Linked DNA regions of Mus musculus: all the other regions are linked to region 3. The links are chromatin contacts, called in public Hi-C and promoter capture Hi-C maps. All regions are on one chromosome and are shown on one strand. Each heading gives the region's core, a stretch centred on a gene start, on an enhancer-like site or on the middle of the called end of the contact. The rest is flanking DNA. Distances are from core to core; before and after follow the strand shown. Region 1 holds the start of Itga5 (integrin alpha 5 (fibronectin receptor alpha)). Region 2 has its middle 20 kb from the start of Krt8. Region 3 holds the start of Npff (neuropeptide FF-amide peptide precursor).

The links. Promoter capture Hi-C pulls out the DNA fragments that hold promoters and counts their contacts. Hi-C and Micro-C count contacts between places; a contact is called where the count stands out from the background.
Region 1: a contact with region 3 is called in a promoter capture Hi-C map of liver, with 2.8 times the contacts expected there. The contact joins the promoter of Itga5 here to the promoter of Npff in region 3. A contact is called at or near these places in 2 of 39 promoter capture datasets (liver and pre-B cells).
Region 2: a Hi-C map of embryonic stem cells shows a contact between it and region 3, with 4 times the contacts expected there. The contact joins the enhancer-like site here to the promoter of Npff in region 3. A contact is called at or near these places in 2 of 39 promoter capture datasets (cranial neural crest and pre-B cells), 1 of 15 datasets of contacts at CTCF or cohesin (embryonic stem cells), 3 of 484 Hi-C or Micro-C datasets (embryonic stem cells and erythroblasts), 1 of 115 datasets of contacts at active chromatin or transcription factors (microglia) and 2 of 9 other capture datasets (adipose tissue and liver).

What each region holds. Positions count from the first base shown.
Region 1 is chr15:103,365,455-103,368,154 of GRCm38.p6, reverse strand. Itga5 (integrin alpha 5 (fibronectin receptor alpha)) reads left to right here and starts at 1,364. Exons shown (of 30, transcript NM_010577.4): 1 at 1,364-1,855. The coding sequence starts at 1,629.
Region 2 is chr15:101,983,025-101,985,724 of GRCm38.p6, reverse strand. It overlaps a transcript of Krt78 not described here. Among named protein-coding and RNA genes, the nearest start is that of Krt8, 20 kb to the left of the region's middle. Within about 2 kb of position 1,309, at least 318 of the 459 cell types and tissues checked have an H3K27ac peak or open chromatin away from gene starts, as enhancers often do. A contact at or near this core is called in adipose tissue, embryonic stem cells, liver and 1 more, where this site is marked.
Region 3 is chr15:102,523,228-102,525,927 of GRCm38.p6, reverse strand. It overlaps Npff (neuropeptide FF-amide peptide precursor), which reads left to right and starts at 1,307. Exons shown (of 3, transcript NM_018787.1): 1 at 1,307-1,421; 2 at 1,657-1,796; 3 at 1,899-2,089. The coding sequence starts at 1,320. The coding sequence ends at 2,001. It overlaps Tarbp2 (TARBP2, RISC loading complex RNA binding subunit), which reads right to left. Exons shown (of 9, transcript NM_009319.3): 9 at 2,252-2,700. The coding sequence ends at 2,586.

The DNA.
Region 1 (2,700 bases), core at 115-2,614, 840 kb before region 3:
GAAAGGAGAGGGCTGGATTCACACATGTGGGACCCAAGCCTCACATGAATGTCTATAAACAGTAAATAAAAGTCCATTCTCCTCTTCACCTGGGTTCCCCCCCTGGCCAATCACACCAGAGGTTGACTTTGGGTACTGCTTGCCTCAGATCCTGACCCACAGATTCCTTATGTTTCCCACCTGACGAAGGGTCAGGACCTGCAGATGTGAAAGTGGAATGGAGCCAGGGTTAGGCTGTAGTCTGTTCAGCTGGCCTCTCTCTGGGGCTGCAATTGGCCCTGGAGATCTGCTTTTGAAGATCTAGCTGGGTGACTGAGGACAGAAAGCAGAGTAAGAGTAACAGATGAGAGGAAGCATGCAGCAGGAAAAAAAAAAAAATGACTCTGGGATTTTTATTCAGCATCCCCTCAGGCCACAACGGGTCAAAAGAGAAGGGCAAGAAGAGGGCAGGATTTTACTCTGTGGGCCTTATTCTGAAAGGGGAGAAGTCCTGGAGGAAAAAGGCTGAGAAGGGAGTAGAAAGCAAAGGGGATTAGGGGAGACTGTAGGCCTCTCTCCCCTCCCCCCAGACTAAGATAAAGACCAGAATCCTGAAAGGTGATCTCATCACACACAGCCTGAGCTAGGGGCTAACAAGGTACCTTCACTTACTACCACCCCTTCCTCTACTTACACAAATAATGCAAGTGTCTTGGGTTTCAGATGGCCAACAGAAGCTGAAAGTTGGTTCCCTTTGAAGACTCCCCACCACCACCATCACAACTGCTACCCATCACTTATCTTTCTGGGGCTTATCCAGGAAATCAGGCAATCTGATGAAGGAACTGAATTGAGAGGTTGGCCACTTGGTCAGGTATCAAATCCAAGAAAGGGCCAGAACAGAGACTTCCAAACCCAACGTTAGCAAATAAAGCCCAATGCTCCTGTGTCAGAGACCCCAAAAGTCCTATGCTTTCCACTCTATCAGCTTGGGGAGGGGCAGCCGCGGAATTCCCGAGGCCAACGAAGCTACCCCAGGAGGCTGTCTGGGGAGCGTTCAGTGACTGGGCTGCAGAGTCCCAATCTAGCTGGCCAGAACCCAGGCACCCAGTGGCCCCGGAAGGCAAGGGGAATCCCTGTTGGCCGGACGCCAGAGGAGTCCCCTGTCTCTCGACCCCAAAGTTTTTTTCCTGAAGAAATGAGGGAGACACACACACACAATATTCAGGCTCCCTCCGCCCCCCAGAGGTGATTCCTTTCCTCATTAGGAAATTTTCTGCTCCCTTTTCCGACTACTTTTCCGAGCGTTTACGTTGTACATCTGGAAAGGAGGGGGAGGGAGGAGGGGGAAGCGGAGAGGAGGGCGAAGAACCCAAGCCCGCCCAGTCTGAGCCAGGCCAGACCACCGGCCTCCAGCTGGGGCCGGAGCCAGGGTTCAGAGGTGCGGCCCCCCACGCCCCTTCGGGTGCGGGGCGCGGCCTCGGCGTCCCCGGGACCCAGGAATGCCCCCCCGCCAGCCGGCCCGGCGGCCGGGGGGAGGGCCCAGCCGGGAGTTTGGCAAACTCCTCCCCGCGTTGAGTCATTCGCCTCTGGGAGGTTTAGGAAGCGGCTCCGGGTCGGTGGCCCCAGGACAGGGAAGAGCGGGCACTATGGGGAGCTGGACGCCACGGTCGCCTCGATCTCCTCTCCACGCGGTGCTGCTGCGCTGGGGGCCCCGACGCCTACCGCCGCTGCTGCCTCTGCTGCTGCTACTGTGGCCGCCACCACTCCAGGTTGGGGGCTTCAACCTAGACGCGGAGGCCCCGGCGGTGCTCTCCGGGCCCCCCGGCTCCCTTTTTGGCTTCTCCGTGGAGTTTTACCGGCCGGGAAGGGACGGGTGAGTGGCGAGGTTGGCGGCGGGAAGCGGGCAGGGGGCCACCTGGAAACTGGGGGCGCGCCGAGGACTGGAAGCGACCAGGACTTGAGTTGGAGGGCGGAGTTTGGAAAGACCAAGACTTGAGTTGGGGGCCCAAGCTAGAATTGGGGGCCCGCGCTGCAGCAGGGAGGGACCGTGGCCGACGTGGAGTGTGAGATCGGTGTCGAAACTTGTGTGGCATGAGGAGAGGACCCGAATCTAGAAGCTGGAGAAGTACAGGCAGGGTCTAAGGGCCAACCGGGAGGAGAGGGCGCAGAAAGCTTAGGGTCTCTGGCGATCTGTGGGCTGCGGGAGACCTGTGGCGGGTGGGAGTCGAGGGGGGTGCGGAGGCCGGGCAGGGCCTTAGGAGGCAGTGGAAGAACCTCGAGATCCTCGGTGGGGCTATTGAGAGGGTTGGAGCTGGGTAAGCGTGTGCCGTAAGAGGAAAGACAGACTGAGAGGGTCGGAAGGTTATGTGGGGGCCAGTCTCATCCTCCCCTCCCCCATCAACTCAGACTCGGGAAAGACCCGGGAGGAAGACGAAGGCTCCCTCCCCTTTCTCCTCATTCTCCTGAATTGCCTCCCACCCCCAGTCTCTTCAGGCGAAGAGATCCAAGAACTTGGGGAGAATCCCAGAACCCTGGCACTGGGGGTACTAGGGCTAGTGGCCGGATCAATCCAGGGCGGTGCACGGATGTGTCGGGAGGGGTGTGAGTGCGCGCGCCTGAAGGGGGGTGGGCGGTTTCCCTCTTGCTCTAGCTCTTGGGAGGAAGAGAAAAGCTGATTTCCTGTAGCTTGTCGGCTGTAGTAGAACTCAGACTTCTGGG
Region 2 (2,700 bases), core at 60-2,559, 540 kb after region 3:
GCTCTCATTTATGGCTTATTCTTCTGTCTGGCCAGTGTCCACCAGCATCTTTCAATGCTAAGGAGAGTGGGCAGCCACAGCCCTCGTTTTTTGTGGTCTTTCCTGGTTTCTGCCAAGGAATCTGGTTCCAGAGTGGCCACAAGTTTCAACTTTGCAGTAGAGACCTGAAATTTTATATGAAACCAGATTTCTATATTTATTTATTTAAAAATTATTTATTTTTATTTTATGTAAATTGGTGTTTTGCCTGCCTGTCTATGTGAGGTGTTGGATCTGCTGAAGCTGGACAGACAGTTGTGAGCTGCCATGTGGGGGCTGGGAATTGAACTCGGGTCTTCTGGAAGGGCAGCCAGTGCCCTCAACTCCGAGCATCTCTCCAGCCTGAAACCTGATTTTAAAATGCTAGCCACTAGTCCAAATATTTAAGGACTCCATCTTGGCCATCCTCGAATGGGTCACTAGAAACTGTTTCTGGAAATTGACTCTAAGCAGGGACACAGAGGCCAGAGGGACAAGCTTGCCTCGGTGACAGCTCTACAGGACCCTGAACAGGAACACACGGCAAAACCTGGCTCCTCTCTTTTTTTGAGAATCACTGCTGGTCTTGGGGCACAGTGCTTGGAGTGGGGTGGGTGGGTGAGGATTCAGGACACAGAAATGCAGCAGAGGGAGCCTGGGCTAGCTATTAAAAAAAAAAAAACCTCGGTGGTCTTTGTTTAGCGTTATACATAAACTGCACTAAAATGCCTTTCAGAAAGTTAAAGGTGTCACTGTCTTCAGACACACCAGAAGAGGGCATCAGATCCCATTACAGATGGCCGTGAGCCACCATGTGGTTGCTGGGAACTGAACTCCTGACCCCTGGAAGATCAGTCAGTGCTCTTAACCGCGGAGCCATCTCTCCAGCCCTATTTCTCCTTTCTTAATTCCAGAGAAAATCAGTTTTGTTCTAGGAATGCACGTTTTGGGGTTCTTAAATACTTCATTAGAGAGCCTTCTGCACAGGTTGACATCTGTATGAGAGAATCCAATGGCCAGACCTGTCTTCTGTCAAACCGATGGCTCCCAGGATGTGACCTATCTTCCAAGCTCTTGGATTTTCAACGTTTCCTCCCAGTCTGCTGCTCAGGGTGTCTAGATCCTGAAAGGCTGTGCGATGGAGGGACGTTTTTTTGAGTACACCGGAAGTACACCATCTTTCCACTAGAGGGCAGCAGAGGAGCACGGAGGAAACTGCTCTGAAACCCAGAGCCAAGCTTGCCAGCCACGTGCAGCTCCCATTCCATGAGCGAGATCGGGGCGGGTCCTGGTCACAGCCTATCATTGGCTACAGAGGCATGTTTTGTGCTAATCAGGGGAAGCTCCTATTGTTTTGGGTAGGACGTGACGTGGTGAGTGACATTTGTGTGGATTTTAGTCTCTATCCACGGGAGTCCCACACCTTGCATTGTTGTAGTGTGGGTGGGAGGTGGAGCTGAATGCCAAGAGATGTGAGATGTCCTGGGCAGCCTTGTTTGTGAAGGAAAGTGTGCACTGCGGGTTTAAATACCAGAGGAGAGGCACCAAGGGCTTGTAGCCACATTGCCTCACTTGCTAGCTGTTCCCCATCTGTCCAGCAGGAGGCAGCACCTAGCTCCTGGAGCCAAGCAACATTTTTAGAGCCTTCGGAGGCTGAGGCTGGAGGTCCATGCCTCCTAAGGCTGGCGGATGGAGAAGGAGGTAGACCAGGCTCCAGGGGGCACAAGCATGGCGGCATCAGAAGGGCACACCTGAGTTACTAGGGCTTAGTTGGCCTATGTGAGTCCCCAGATCACAGGTCCAGCTCCCTGTAGTCCTGGGGTCTCAGAGAGGACAGTTGGGGTCATGCCAGAGTGGACCTTAAATGTTTTGCTTCCCAGTTTAGTGTGTGTGACTCCGTTTTACTGAGTAGGAACACACAGGAAGCCACTAGCGTAAGGGCCTGCCTCACGTGACTGGAGACCACGTATGCAGCCATTCCTTTCTCTCTGCTGCCAAAAGCAGCCGGGCTCCTGTCAGGATCCTCGAAGGAACCACGCACTATCTGCTCTTTGCGGCTGTGTATGCCTGACCCCAAATACACTTCCAATGCCTTGCCTGTCCATTCGGTGGGCACTTGGTCTCTTAGTTCAGAGATGACCCTCTCTGTAAGTCTTATGGCCCTGGAGGCTGTGCCTGCATTTCCTGTATCTACCACAAGGCTCTCATCCCTTAACTCACACGGAGCTAGGACAGGACCTGTGTGAGGGGAGGGGTGCTTGGCAGGAGAGAGGTGGTCTTGAACACCTGCTGTCTAAATGGAAGCATCTCCTTTGCCCTCTGGAGCTACAGCCTTCCCATCCAGGGAAGCTTGGCAGGGAGTGAACTTGTATGTGCACGTGCACGTGAGCGTGCGTGCGTGTATATGTGCGTGTGTGTGCACATATGTGTGTGTACGTGTGAGTGCGCATGTGCGTTTGCAAGTACGCATGTGCGTGTGTACGTGTGCGTGTGTGTACGCATGTGTGTGTGTGAGCACGTGTGTACGTGTGCTTGAGTACCACGTGCCTTTGGGACCAGAGGCAAGCTTTTGTAGAGGTTGTATGTGCACAGGTACAGACAGGTATAGGCAGGCACATACAGACATGCTCATATTGAATCAGAGAACAAAGGCAAACATATGAGAGAGACATTTGTTACTTG
Region 3 (2,700 bases), core at 58-2,557:
TGGTATTTCTCCAAATATGTGAGGGGCTTTTACATATGACTGAGAGATAACCTGAGACTCCATTGAACAAGCTAGGACCTCTGGTAGAGGCCACCAAGAAGCTAAAGCCCACTCAGCACTCTCTGGAGATGGTAAGTTCCCCAGGACTGGAGTGGGAGGACAGCAAAGGGAATCACAGTTGACATTTTGAAAACACCGGGTCTGTGCTTTCCTACAAAATGCATCCCAAATGTTTCTCCTAGCAAGTAATTCATTTTACTGTTCCCATATGTAAGTGAGGAAAAAAAGAGTGTGAGCAGCTTGCTTTGCTCATGGGGTAGAACCCCGACAGTCCTTCTTCTGTTTAGGCTAGAGACATGGTACTCTGACACCTGGATTTGCAAGTGAGGTTAGGACTAGCTCCTTTAAAGGACCCTTCCCTGAACTGGAGTGATTGTCTGTCCCTAAAGCAGAACCCTAGTCGCCAGCTCCAGTAGTATATTAGAACCAGAACCAGGCAGAGCCCATGCTGACCAGACGGAACTGGAAAAATGTCACAATTCTGGGCCCCAAAGAACTAGGTCCTCAAGTCCTAGACAAAATGTATGGAAAGGGAAATGGCTGGACGTGGCAGTGAAGAGTAGTGGCCACAAGGTGGCAGCAGAGTTTCAGCTGTGGAGGCCCAATCCCCAGTTCTCTTGCAAAGATGGGCCTGTCCACAAAATTTACAGGCCACCTCTACTCAGTAAGGCTCCAAAAAGAGTCTCCTATCTCTCACTTAACTATTCACAGGTAAATCTTAAAGGGTAGTGAACCCACATTTAACCTGACTAGAAGCAGTGGGGATTGAAATGGGGCTGTGGTCCTGATCACCCATTCCAGGCAGGAGTAGGGACCAAGCTGGTTCACCCTAGCCTGCACTTAACACTAGTTCCTTCCCATCCAGGACATAATGCCCAATTCTGACAGGAGTTTCTCCAGTCAGGAACAAGAGGTGATCAATTGAAGCTTCTCCAATCTGTTGAAGGATTGGAGGTTCTTCTAAGGTTCCCCCAGGGTCTAACTCTGACAAACTGTCTGCAATTAATGATGCTTCCTGAGCTCCGGAGACAAGATTTATGCATCTAATAAAGTCTATATAACTCCAGGCTTAGGCTGGGGGGGAGGAAGCTAAGAGCAGAGAGTCCCCAGGGGAGTACGGGAGGGGGGGTCCCAGGTGGCTCTTAATAGAGCCATGCATTTCCATTGCTTGTCTAGATTTCCCCCCAGGCTGCCGGTGAGGTGGGGGTAGGGACATCAGGTATAAGAAGACCGTGGGCACTCAGGAGGCAGATGGCAGCATGGACTCCAAGTGGGCTGCTCTGCTGCTGCTGCTACTGCTGCTGCTGAATTGGGGCCACACTGAAGAGGCAGGGAGCTGGGGTGAAGACCAAGTCTTTGCAGTGAGTGAACATCCTGCTGCCCCATCCACCCAGCCGCCATCTCTCCTTCAGCTGAAACTTATGATACAGGGTTTGGTGTTCCCCAGGCTGCTAAGGTCTTCAAAAAGTCTGGCTTCTAAGGGAGGGAAATGGCTTCTCAGCCCACGCAAGTTTCCCCTAGAAGCCATTCTTTCCCTCCATGTCTTCAGTGTACAAGACACTGCCAGGTTCCTTCCCTGCCACTCTCTCATCACAGGGAGAAGATAAGGGACCCCACCCACCACAGTATGCCCACATTCCAGACAGGATCCAGACTCCTGGGTCCCTCTTTCGTGTTCTGCTCCAGGCCATGGACACACCTAGAAGGAGCCCAGCCTTCCTGTTTCAGCCCCAGAGGTGAGTTCCAAAGGGAAGAGGCTGAGAAGGGTGGAGGGCAGAGGAAGATGTGAGAGAAGGTGAGATGGAGGGAGTGCCAACTAAGGATGAATCTCTCCTAAGGTTTGGCAGAAGTGCATGGGGGTCCTGGAGCAAGGAACAGCTAAATCCGCAGGCCAGACAGTTCTGGAGCCTGGCCGCTCCTCAGCGCTTTGGGAAGAAGTAGCATCGTCAGCTGTGATGCCTGCATGCAAAACCACTTCCCCATGTTCCCTGTGTGCCCCCAAATAAAAATGGTCCGGCTGGCTTCAGAATCCCTGTGTTTGGACAAGACTGTCAGGGAGCAGGTGGGAGCCCAAGGGCAATAGCTGTAGCCCCCCTTCACCTCCACTCAGTCTCTAGCCATTCTGTTGTTAAGGATCCCCAAGGCTACTACTGCACCTTGCCTCCTCTCGGTAACAAAAAAGAACAAGGGGTTCAAAAGGAGAACAAGCTCACCATGTTTATTCCTTATACCCTCATGACCCAAGGCCAGAGAGAGCAGGGTTTTGGAAGCCAAAGAGCAGCATTTATTCAGGACTCCAATAGATTCATCCATCACCCACGGAATGAGGACAAATCCTGTGCTGGCTGGGGCCCTGTGGTTCATGGCTCCTTGCTTGCCTGTGCCTTCCTCAGTCTCAAGGCAGACAGGCTGTGTCAGAGGTAGAGATGGCACCTCTGGAGGGTACCAGAGCTAGGTGGATACATGGACCCAGGGGCAGAAGGAGCAAGAAGTAAAAGATGCATATCCATCACTGCAGTGGGATGCTACTTGCTACCCGCCATGATCCTGAGGTACTGTAGGGCGCGGTGAGCAGCATCACCTCGGGCTGCCTCCCTGGTGGTTGCAGAACCATAACACACAGTGGCTGGCTGGGTGGAC